Linked DNA regions of Gossypium hirsutum: region 2 is linked to region 1. The links are chromatin contacts, called in public Hi-C maps. All regions are on one chromosome and are shown on one strand. The core of a region is the stretch at or near the end of the contact, and the rest is flanking DNA. Distances in the headings are between cores, read along the strand shown. Region 1 has its middle 11 kb from the start of LOC121223969. Region 2 holds the start of LOC107913209.

Region 1 (6,281 bases), core at 2,625-5,124:
AGATTTGAAATTTAAACGTATTAAATATAATCTGTTAAAGATAACTCAATAAATAAATTGAATTAAGTTTGGGATTAAAGCAAGAGTTACCCTTTAACATTTATTTGGCTTAACCATGGCGAAAAAAAATATTGCATGGAAAGGGATAAAAGGATAGTTTTTTTTTATGTTCTACTGAAAATTTATGGTTGCTTATTTTAATAATGTTGTTTTCATGATTTTGTTCTTTCTTGATAAGTGTGATGTATCTTATCACTATACTCAAAATTTATTAATTAAAATAATAACGTTTTAATTAAGCTGATTTTTTTAAAAAAATTAAATTACAATTCATTATTATCACCTTTTCTTAAGAAAAATTCAATAATTAACTACAAACTTGAAAATAATTTTTTCACACATAAAAACTTAAATCAAAATACCCAAAATCACAAAGTTTGTGAACTCATTTTTAGCAAAAAGGACAATGGGAATTATACATTAAAAAGACTATCACATCCTTGAGATTTCAGTACGCCATTAGCTTCAAGACATAATACAAATAATAATAAAATGAATAGGATTAAACCACCAGCATTCAGAGCCAAACCAAGCAACTAAAGTCTAAAACTAATAAAAAAGAGACTTTCACTTTAAATAATGTATAGAAGATGGGCCCAAGCCCCCCAAGGTGCCACTCCATTTCTAATTGTTCTTTTCAATGCTTCCAGATAAGGGGACTCCATTGCAAAAAAGTGGAACATATGCTGAAGTTTGATGCAATCTATGAAAAAAGGCAAAAGCAGATCCGAATAATATTAATGAGAATAAAAAAGAGAACAAGGAGGCATTTGTTTGGGGTCTATTTTATGTTGTGAGGCTAGAAACGATTGGTTCTTAAATATCTCCAACACATTTTTTTTATTTTTATATTGCTTTTGTAAGGAACGAAGGATCTTGAAATGGGAAAAGCCAAACGAGGCTTTAAATCATGAAATATCTATCGAATCTTTGATTTAAAAGCCAAAACAAGCCATAGAGCCAGAAAAAACTTTGTAGCAAACAATTTCACATGCATGACATTGTATAGATGAGATGACCAATTGTCTTTTGGGAAAATTCGATGCCAGATTTTACTGGGTACAAAATAACATTTTATTAAAAGCATCTTTGGCATTATTTTTTGCAGGTTTTTATCTTTTGATTAAAAAGAAACAATCAGTCACTGTCCCAATCGGCTGTAGACGTGGTCCAAATAGACACGTAGAAAACTGAACCACCAGGGACAGGTACCATGCACTAGGCCCGGACCAGCTAACAGACTGCTAGCACCATTAGCAAGCAAGCCATAAATTTGGAATGATTGTGCGCTTGGATTTTGTTAGTTGAATTTGCTGATGATGGAACTTTCCAATCACAGTTTGGGTTTAAACCCAAAAACAAAAAGAGGGTCCCGGAAAGTCCCAATAAATGAAGGGTTTGATTCAGTCATGGTGTCCTTGTGTAGCTCCATTGCCGGCTCTAGAAAAGAATACTCTCCTGTGATGTCCACATCATTCTCTCAAAAAAGTGAAAAATACACCTTATCTCCATCCATGCAATGCTCAGAATTATTTATAACGAGAAAGCTACAACATTCGGACAGTTATAGCTGACTAGCATGCTTTGGGTAATGATGTTGAAAATCAGTATTGAAGTAGCCTCTTGGATGACAACATATGCAGGCCGATCTAGCCTTGCAGTCCAAAGTCTTGGCAACAGTCTGGGCCACATAATTTAGATAGAGGAAAACACTGCCCCAGTGGCCAAAACTTCAGCTTCTACACCAACTATATACCTTAATTTTAATCCAAGTACATACCTCATTGTTTGTAGAAGTACCTCTTATTCGGTACCATGACATGCAATAATCCATCCTTACATTTACAACATAGAAATCAGAACTAAACCCCCATCCCCAAAAAAACCAAAGGCTCAAATTCTAAGAACATTCGACTGGCGCAGAATATTTGGATAACAAATTATTATGAACCCCTCACCAATAATACCCAATACACATTAGGCGGTAGGATTAATAAAAGGATTGGAGGTAGTGTCCCATTGGACTAAAGACACATGTTCCAGACAGCTTGGCCCTCATGCACTCTTATGCAAACGGCAGTCTTAAGGACAACCGGAGGATTTTGTATACAAAATAAACATGCATGTATCCATGAAGAGGCATCCTTTTTTTCTTTTCTATAATCTTATTGCTACTTGGTAAAAATCTCTTTAACCTACACTATCCTCATTAGTTTTGCAACAAAGAGCATCATCTCCAGCACCCTCACCGCTCATCTCTCGTTTTGCAAGCCCCTCATCTTCAATCCAACAACTGTCAAGTCGATCTCTTTCATATAAGATGTTAATAACGCTAAACCCACATGTGGTGAACTTAAACTTAAATCTCAAAATTTCCAAGACTTTATTCATACCATCAAACCAAGGTCTCATCAACATTAAGATCAAAATCTTAAGTATACGATATATTGTGTCTAGTTATTACGGGCACTGTGATAGGCCTTCTAAAGTCCATTTATCACTTTCATATATTTAGGTAGGTAAAAAACGTAATCTAAAAAGTACGTGATCTTGTCTGAGATGCGATGAAATCCGAAAGAACACTAAATTGTGAAATTTAGTACTTAAAATAATTTGGGTGCACCTAAATAGATAAATTCTTAGACCACATAAAGCTACCTTAACAAAATTTCTTTCTAAATAGATTAGGGACTAAAGTTGGATCTTTCCTGCTAAAATTGAAAGAAAAATAATGGCCTACAAATATGAGTTTGGCAAGTGTTAATTGATTTTAGCTGCTCAAAGCAAGATTCTTGGAACTTCTGTTGCAGATATGTCCAACCAATGAAAGCCAAGTGATAAATGGGTAGTATTTTATACACTGAAAAAACCAAATAATAAGGATATCCTATATAATGGAACAAAAAGAGTATTTAAGGAAGATACAGGACCATCAATGAAAATTTAATTGATTGTAGGCAAAGGAGCAACACCAAGAATTTTAAAAGTTGTCAGGACTGGAAGGGAGGACATGAATATCAAGATACCAAGACAGCTACTGAAGAGCAACACCTCCAATGGAACGTCACCATCCAAAACAAAACCAATACCTATTAAGGTATTTAAACTTGGAATAGTATAAAGCTTAAATAACTACCCTCTAACCCTTTTTCAACCATGAATGATCAAAGAAAATAAAAAGCTAAATGCTTTATTTAATCCTAAACTTAGCAGTTAGATCAACAGAATAAACAATAAAGCTTAATTTAATCCCAAACTAGTTCTAAGGCTAGAATATAATATGACTAGATCCTGATAAAGAGATGAGGACAATGAAACCAAGAAAAAGCAATCTTTTGGCCAATTAAGAGAGACAAGTCTTAAAAGAGTTAAGAGAGAAAAGCACAAAACAAAGGACAGCACAACGACCTTGGTTCCTCTTAGGGAACAAGAATCTCAGTAGACTGGATCACAAGAAAATGTTCTACCCTTGGAAGCAGAAGAGAAAAAATACTTTCGTTTTTTTGAAGTAATCCAATTTTTCATATAGTACGAAATTTCAATATACAAAAAGAATCAAGCAAAGAATACATCTCTAGCCATATGCTATACCAAACAAACAAACACATCAAATGATAAAGAAAAATTACAAACAAAAGAAAAAGTTTTAAACGAAGTATCAAAAGAACTGCTCTCTCATCCCTTGTTTCCATCGCGACAATGATTATCGTGATTACAGGGCCTGTCGTACCTATTAGCAGCAGGCTTTTGGGGAAGACATGTCTTCAGGTCGCCACCACAAGAAGGGGAGGACCCACGAATCTGACCATAGTCGATGTATTTACCTGGTACATCTCTAGCCCAGACTGACGCCAACAGCATCAAGACAACGACGCAAAAAGCCCTAGTTAGAGTGATATTGGCCATTTTCCGCCGCGGTTTATATTTTACTGCTTAATTGAATTATATAGTGTTAGGGTTTAGCGGCTAAGAGGTTTCCACTCTATGTTAGAGGTTATTATTTTGAATGGGCTTTGAATAAATTTTAAATTGGGTTTAGGTTTTAGTTTGGTTGATATTTGGCTTAGGTTTGAGTTTAAATACCTGTTAAATGAATCATTAAATTAACCAATTACCTAATTCCATCTTAATGTATATATATAAACTATTAATATATTATATATGATATGATATGATATAATATTATATAATATATTTAGAGGGCTAACTCACCAAAAGTATAAGGACTTAAAGTGTATCCGAACTAATATAATAATAAACTATAAACTATAATAATTAATATATTATGTACTACTATTATAGTATGTTATATAGTATTACATAATGTAATAATATGTTTTAAATCTATTAATGCCTATATGTATAGAACTGTTAATTAGTACAAAATCAAAACTGAATTTACTAATCAATTTGCTTGAATTGACTTAATTTGGTTGGTTAAGTTAGTTTTAATTACCAACTATAATAGATGATATATTGTTACAAAATATAATAATATATGTAACTACTACTAGAACTTTATATATATAACTATTATTATATTATAGATTATAATAAACGATATAGTATTACATAATATTATATTGTTCAATCATTAATGCATATATATAAACTATTAATATATAATATATTATTTCTACCGAAAAAGATATTATATGATAAAATGTAGTATTATATAATATAGCAGGATGGTTAACTTTCAAATGTATAAAGAGTATAGGGATTTAAAGCATATTCAATCAATATAATAGTAAACAATAATGTATAATGATAATTAATATATTATGTATTATTGTTACAGTAAGTAATATAGTGTTACTATAAAGATCCGACTTTTAACGGTGTCGTAAAATTTGATTTTGAACCGAATTAATTAAGTTGAGTTAGTAGACAAACTAAAATCGAATGATTTTGTATTGAGTATAAAAGTTTAGAGTTGAATTATTAAATGATACTAAGTTTAAATCATTATTAAAAATAGTACAGGGGCTGAATTGTAAAATTGTAATCATTATTGAGTTTAATTTAGAAAATGGAGAAAAATTTAATTAGAAATTAAGAGATTATAGAATAGTTAAACCACATTAATGTTGAGATAGTGGGATGATATGCTTAAACTCATTCACTGTTATTAATATGATTTATATTAAGTAATGGTTTTATATTAATTAATTAAATGATGTTAATTAAGCCTAATTAAATTACTTATATATATAAAAGAAAGTGGAAGAGAGAATAAAACCTTTCTTCCATTTCCAATTTGCCGTCCCTTAAATCACCATGCAAGTGAGGATTTTATTTGATTTCCATGTGAATTTTTAATTTTTTTTTTGTATGTAAGTAAGATTGTATAGGATTTGGAAACTGATAGAGTTTTAAACAAACCGCCATTATTGAAAGCTTAAAGAATTTTGAATGTTTAAGCTTTAAAGAATCTAGTTAAATTAAGAAAGAACATGATAGAAATGTGTGTTGGATGATAGTGAATCAAGCTTGAATTAAGTGTGAATTGTTTGATAAATTATATTTTTATTAAGGACCTAATTATAAAATATAAAATCTTTGGGGTTTGTTAATGAATAATATTAGGAGGCAGGGATGAATCCAGGGGGAGTAGGGGATGGTCGTCCCCCTTGGAAATTTTCAGGTTTTTGAATTTTATATATAAATTATCATGTATTTTAAATTTGATATCCACATTGTATAACATTCGCCCCCTTAAACCATAATGTTACATTTTATATTAACAAAGTATTTTTCAATAACTTTAATAAAAAAATATTAATTGGAGCATTTTTAACTTGATGTTTATCAAAGCACAAAGTTGCAGAAAGTTTTTACAGTTGTCGAGTTGTGTCAAGTGTTAGTTAAGACAAATAAGTCAAGTATTTATCCTTTCTTGATAGGATTATTCATCTTGTGCTAACTCTTCCTGTGTATACTGCAACAACCGAACAAGCATTTTCAGCCATAAAAATTATGAAGACAAGGCCTCGCAATAGAATGGAGGATGATTTTATTTTAACTACTTGGTGAGATACATCGAAAAAGACACAGCTCAAGAATTTTTAACAGATTCTATCATTAATGAGTTCGATCTTATGAAAAAATGGATGGTGCAATTTAGGATGCCTAGTATTGAGAAATAGGATTAAAGCCAATTTTTTTAATTTAAATTTTGGAATTGATAAGTACTAAAAGTAACATATTTTAATCTCATT
Region 2 (6,281 bases), core at 2,412-4,911, 130 kb after region 1:
CTGAATGTTCACTTAATGAAGCCACTCCAGTGCAAAATCAAATGACCTGCTTCAGTTGGAATAACAAAACTGGATTTTGTGCAAAGAAGTTTGGGTCCAATGCATTAATTTCCTCCACAACCTCAGCAGCCATTCCTCTGCTAGCTAGTTCTTTCATCCCCAGAACAATTTCATATTTCTCTTCCCCATTGATATTTTCCACTCCCTGATGAATAAACTCATGCTGTTATCTCTATCAATCTATCATAAGGGAAGTATCATAAAAAAAATGCAAAATATACCTGTTGTGCTTTTGATATTGTTGCGCTGGCAACTTGCATTGCAGTGCTAACCTCTTGCTTGCTGCATCGGTTAAAATGTATATCAGAAATATGATCTAGTTCATCATGTCTTCCCCTCCATCTCTTGCGTTTACTTCTTTCACCAGCTCCATGGCTTCTGTTTCTCGGGAGCCTCAAATTTTCAGACTGATGTGACCCACTGGTGCTACAATCTTCGAGGTTGTTCGCTGGGTCAGAAGCATACCTTAATTCGACATTAGTGCCACGCATACTACTCATATCTGTAGTATCAGAAGTTTCACTATTTGACCACTTAGAACTGCTATAATCCACATCAAGGGAACCGTCTTGTGTTGAATAACACCCAGACTCCGATGGATTACCTTTCAAAGGTTCTGAAAGTGTTTGCACTCCTGAGGAAGAATATGTTGATCAGCACTCCCACAAATAAGGATACATATAGTGAAAAGAAATTGATGTTAGAATCTCACTAGATGGGATGAGACTACCAGATTCCACAATTCCCCTGTAAATACAGTACTCACGAACAAGTTCATCAAGCATGGCAGCATCCAATCTCATTCTGCATATTTCATTCTGCATGCATTGTCATAACGTTAACAATCAATTACCCCCCAAAAAAATTGGAGGCACACATATTACAATGGGCCTTCAGACTTGAAGTTAAAAGCAACTTTAACTATTGGTTTATTTATTTATTTTCCAAATTTTATCCAATGAAGAAACATACAACTTATTTGACATTGTCTTTGATTTATTAAATAAAACAGTTATCATATTTGATTGAACTTTAAAAGAACAGAGACAATGCAAAATCCAACTTCAAAAAATTAAGAATTATGAGGGAGGGATTAGATTCATAAATGTTTCAAAAACCTGAAATGCCTGAAACAAATCGCCCTTGGCAAATCTCAAGCTATCAATAGCCCCTTGTCTTGTAAGCTCTACAGCATGCGCAAGTGCTTGTATATCCACCTGGATTTCAAAATCAACACAGAAATATAGAAGGCATCCATGTGAACTGGCAGAACACATAATACAGCAAATTCATGCATCAACCCATTTGAAAATACAAGTCATTTTATCCTCAAGAAACAAATAAAAACGCCCTAGATAAGAAAACTGCACCTCATCAAATGGTTGTGCCTCATACAAACTATCTTGAGGTATTGCAGGAGGATCACGTTCCAAAAGTAGCAATCTCTCAATAAGATCTGAAATAGGTGATAAAATTCCTTGTCGAAAGCAAAATCCTTTATGAATGCTGAAAAGTGTAAGAAACCATTGTGAACTTATCAAAATCAATATAAGCACACTATCTCACAGAAAGTATCCCATGAAATTATATCTATTGAGAGTTGCAGTGTACCTTATCAAATATCTCAATGTCATTGAAAAGATTGGATTATATGCATGTAAATGGGCTCTTAAAACAGAAGACATTAATCCAGCAATCTCATACCTCCTCTTCTCAGCCCACTGTGCACATTATAACAATTTCTTGTAAGCACAAGACTCCTTTTCTCACCAATCATAGTAATATTTGCCATGGGAACAAATTCCAACTCACCTCATTTGCCACTGGGGAAGTCTGATCATCCTTGTCATATATAAAGGCAAGAAGAACATGCTTGAATTCCTCATATGCTTCCTTAAATACAGATGCAAAAATCTATCAGAACTCCCAAGTGAACAGAATATATTTCAATTGATCAATTGTTTTTTAGGTATGTTATACAGGCATTAAATTGATTCTATAAAAGTACTATAAGCAACAGTTAGACTGCCAAATCCACCCCCAAAAATGTCACCAAGTAACTGTACTTTAAGTTGAAAAACAATTCAGAGATTTGATTCTCCTTATCCTCGATTGTAAGTCAACTCTAAAACCCCAACAGCACTCCAAGTCTAAGATTGGATCGCCTTATCCAAATGACTAGCTTTTAAATTTATGCACGTTCTATATGATCAATAACATTGACACACACCTGGGAAGTTCATTTTCCAATTATAATGTCTAGTCTCTGAAGGTTTGAAAAAATCAAACCTCCTCCAAATCTCAATTAAGAATTTGGTAGAACACGAGCATATAGGGTGACAGGAAGACAACTACGCAGCTGCTAAAAGATTCCCGTTTCATATTTTTAAAATTCCACTTCAAAAAGGAATTCCCAACATCACACCAGCACCGTAGCTCCCTATACTCTATCTCCATTATTTACCAGAATCAAATAAAAGACCCACATCCAAAGAATAGCACAATCTTTTCAAACCAGATTAAGGATTAAGAAAATATACAAAGCACTTTAGCTGACAATAAGATGCCCTTAACTACAATGAAACTTTAAAGACCACACCGTGCATGTATCATACTATTCCTCTTAATTAATTCAAATAAAAACGGCGATGAATAAAAGAATAATATTAAATCAAGGTTCCTCAAATTAAAAAAAAAAAGTATCTTATGAGTCCAAATATTAAATTAAAAGCCAAAAAAAAAACAAACAAAGGAAGATAACATTACTGGATAGGCATTGAGAGCACAAGGAGCAAGAAACGTCCTTAAGTAATCAATTGCGGGGCCACGATCCTCCGTAGTTCCTTCCCTCAATAATTCAATAAATTTCTTCAAAAGAAAACAAAACTTCAATCAACGATGTAAAATTTAAAACTCCAAAAACGAAGGAACTAACTACAGCTAAAGCACATTCTAATTAATACAAAATAATAAGAGAGAAGTAGGATATTAACCTGTTTCTGTAACCGAAAGAGAAGGCGATGATCTTCCAGGACAAAAGGAGCATGAGCTCGGAAGAGATCGATGGCGGCGTCAACGTCACCGGCCTCTAAGGAGCTTCTGATCTGGCGAATGATTAACCTGGAAAGATAAGAAGAGGAAGAGAGGGAAGGGGAAGAGGAGAGAGAAGGGGAAGAGGGTGGGGAAGAGTCCTCGATCAAGTTTTCTGATTTGGCGAAATCGATGATGAGAGCTTCGAGTGCTTCCCAGTTGACAGGGGAAGAGTCCATGTGTGTTTGGTTAATTTTCTAGGGGAAAGTGTTTATGAGAGAGAATAGAAAAAGTGTAAAATGTTAAAATTGCTGATTCTGTTTGTTTTTTCAATCTTCTTGTGTGTGGATTTGGAAAAGGAAAAGAGCAAATTCCCCCCAGAAGCAATAATGGCGGCGGATAAGAGGTTGAGAAACTGGAATTTGGGGGTTATATAGGAGCCATGTGGCTGTTAATTTCTTTCTTTCTATTAGTTTTACTAGTGTTATCTCCGGCATTTGAAACTGCACGTCGCGTGGATATTATCTTTAGTGAATCCCGGATTCTTTTTCCATTTTCCTTTCTTTATATTTTGAATTTAAAATTTTGATTAAAATGTCCACTTAATACATTTAGATTTTAGATTTTATACTTTTATATTTAAGAATATAGTCTTTTCATTTTTCAAATTTTAAAATTTAAGTTTTTTTTTATCAAATTTGTTGGTTTGAAATTTTGAAATGAAAAACAAATACTCAATTAGTAGTCATGTAATTAAAAAATTATATTGCAATGGACCTAAATTTAACGAAATAATTTTAACAATGTTAGCAGTTGGATATAAATTTTGAAATCTTAAAAAAGTAAAGAGAATAAAATTCTAGAAATAAAGACTTAAAAGACTAAATGTCAAATTTATAAGAATATAGAAACTTATGGCATTTTTTAACCTAAAATTTTTCAACAAAGAAATTTTCACCATATATATATATTGATAGTTGGGCAAAATTAGGGAAAAATGTTGATTTAAAATAAAAATTAAGGAATTGAGGTGATTTTTGAGAAAAATTAGGGGTGTAGGCTGATTTTGCAAGACGTGAATGTCACGTAAGCAAAAACGCATTATTTTGGACACATTTTTCTTGAAATCACATCCAATAAAGTGTGTTTTTACTTACATGATACTAGCGCTCTACAAAACATTTAGAACAAAAAAGATTAAGTTAGAATCATTGAATCTCATCAATTAGAAAATCTAGAAACCATTGGATCAATGATAAAATAAATATGTAATTAAAAAAAAAGTTAAATAACCTAACGACTAACCCTGCCTCCATCCCTAAATAAACCCTTTACATTTCAATTCTTTCTCACTCAATTTCATCGATCCAAATTCTAATTTTTATTCTCAAAATCATCTTCCTCTCAATTTTTATTTCAATCTCTAAATAAAGTCTAAAATATATTTTCTTTTGTTACCAGATATTAGTAATTTCATGCCTTTGTTTACTTTTCATCATTTCAAATATCTCAAGTAACATAAGGTAATCTTATCATCTGAAATATCTCAAGTAACAATTGGTTTAATAATAGGGCCAAATTATATTATACAATTTAACAATATTTTTATGTCAAATAAATTATTAATTTAACGGTATTTTAATAATATTATAAAATTTTATTTTATTCATTCATTAAATTAATTTTTGTATATTGCATAAATTAATTTGATAAACGTTATAGGTTTTAAAAATGTCAATGACATTAATTCTTCTGGATCATAAACACATATCCAATGTCCAATTACAGATGATATGAGAATATTATTATATTTTTTTATTTTGTTAATAGCATTATTAAGTTTTTGAAATTTATTTAGTATTTTGATTGTGTTTTGTGTTTTGTGTTTTGTGTTTATATAATTAGGACGAAGATCTAATTATTGAAACCTATACACAATTTAAGTCTGAAAGCATCACGTGTTATAGAATGGTACTTGAATGAGACTAAATTGGATCCTATACTTATCAGCGCTTTGCTGGAGAGATGGAGACACGAAACACACACATTCCATTTTTCGTACAGTGAATGAACAATTACACTTGAGGATATTGCATTACAACTCAGCCTACTGATTAATGGGGTAGTCGTTACAGGTGTAGTGCACATTGAGGATTGGAGGCCAATTAGCTAGCAGCTACTAGGCAGGGTGTTAGACAAGTTTAGTGGTGGTCGAATAAATATAAAATGGTTAGATCGAGCATTTTCTAATACCACATAAATCTCAAACAAAAGTACATTTAAGGTGTGTAACACCCTCAACCTAACCCGAATAATTGGGTCCATATCTTGGGTATTACATCTCGACACTTAACAAATTATCGAAACAGACATCACCTACTCTGCGGACACCACTGTTTTATTTCTATACCTTTTGCTACAATATTTTTTGTCCAAATGTTTGCACATTTAGCGGCAGTCAGCGACCCATCTGAAGAATGCCCAATATTATCGACCTAAACATGCAAGAGTAGGACGACCTAACTACACCTCACTATACCATTTAAAAAAAAAAGGTTTTTCTATCTCTTATCTATAGTGGGAGCACATAGGGACAATGTGCAATCTAAAGTGTCGGGGGTTACATAAAAACTTTTTAGTTTATGTGTTATTGTTTTTATTTATTTAATTGTCTTTTTTGTTGAAGTTTTTTCTTTTGTGTGCATTGTGATTGAGCTTGCAGTAGTGCAAGTAATTGGTTAGGAGCATGTTAATAGGATTGGTTGCATAAAACTTGTAAATTTAGCATGTTAGTATGATATTCTAGGTTGTTAAAATCTAGACTAGTTAGTTCATTCTATTACACTATAAATGGCTAAAATTTGATTGAGTGTACCAAATGATGAATGAATACATCGGGAACAGGTATGTTGTTTGAATTGTAAGGAGTTATAATTTCATAGCTTCTATGATTGAATCTATGAATATTGAGGTGCCTAGGGACGACTTAAGGCATTGTTTGGTAAAAAATAGTGCCAAAAAGCTAACCATATGCATTTATACCCTAGTATCGATATTTGAGCCTAATCTGCTTTTTGATGAACCTTAATATGAAACCATAAGCTGAAAATAAAAGTTGTTTACCCTTTCTTGGTCCCTGAATTAATGTGCGAATTTAGATGTCGGCTCACAGATATTAAGGGCTAGGTAGA

The links. A called contact is a pair of places that touch in the nucleus more often than the background predicts.
Region 2: a Hi-C map of leaf shows a contact between it and region 1, with 2.0 times the contacts expected there. The contact joins the promoter of LOC107913209 here to the enhancer-like site in region 1. A contact is called at or near these places in 2 of 34 Hi-C or Micro-C datasets (leaf and petal).

The regions. Positions count from the first base shown.
Region 1 is chrD11:24,597,632-24,603,912 of Gossypium_hirsutum_v2.1, forward strand. No RefSeq gene overlaps it. Among protein-coding and RNA genes, the nearest start is that of LOC121223969, 11 kb to the left of the region's middle. Within about 2 kb of position 3,875, at least 4 of the 9 cell types and tissues checked have an H3K27ac peak or open chromatin away from gene starts, as enhancers often do.
Region 2 is chrD11:24,727,452-24,733,732 of Gossypium_hirsutum_v2.1, forward strand. LOC107913209 reads right to left here and starts at 3,662. Exons shown (of 12, transcript XM_016841724.2): 1 at 3,054-3,662; 2 at 2,827-2,928; 3 at 1,873-1,953; 4 at 1,672-1,781; 5 at 1,431-1,566; 6 at 1,179-1,277; 7 at 773-878; 8 at 282-694; 9 at 47-205. The coding sequence starts at 3,329.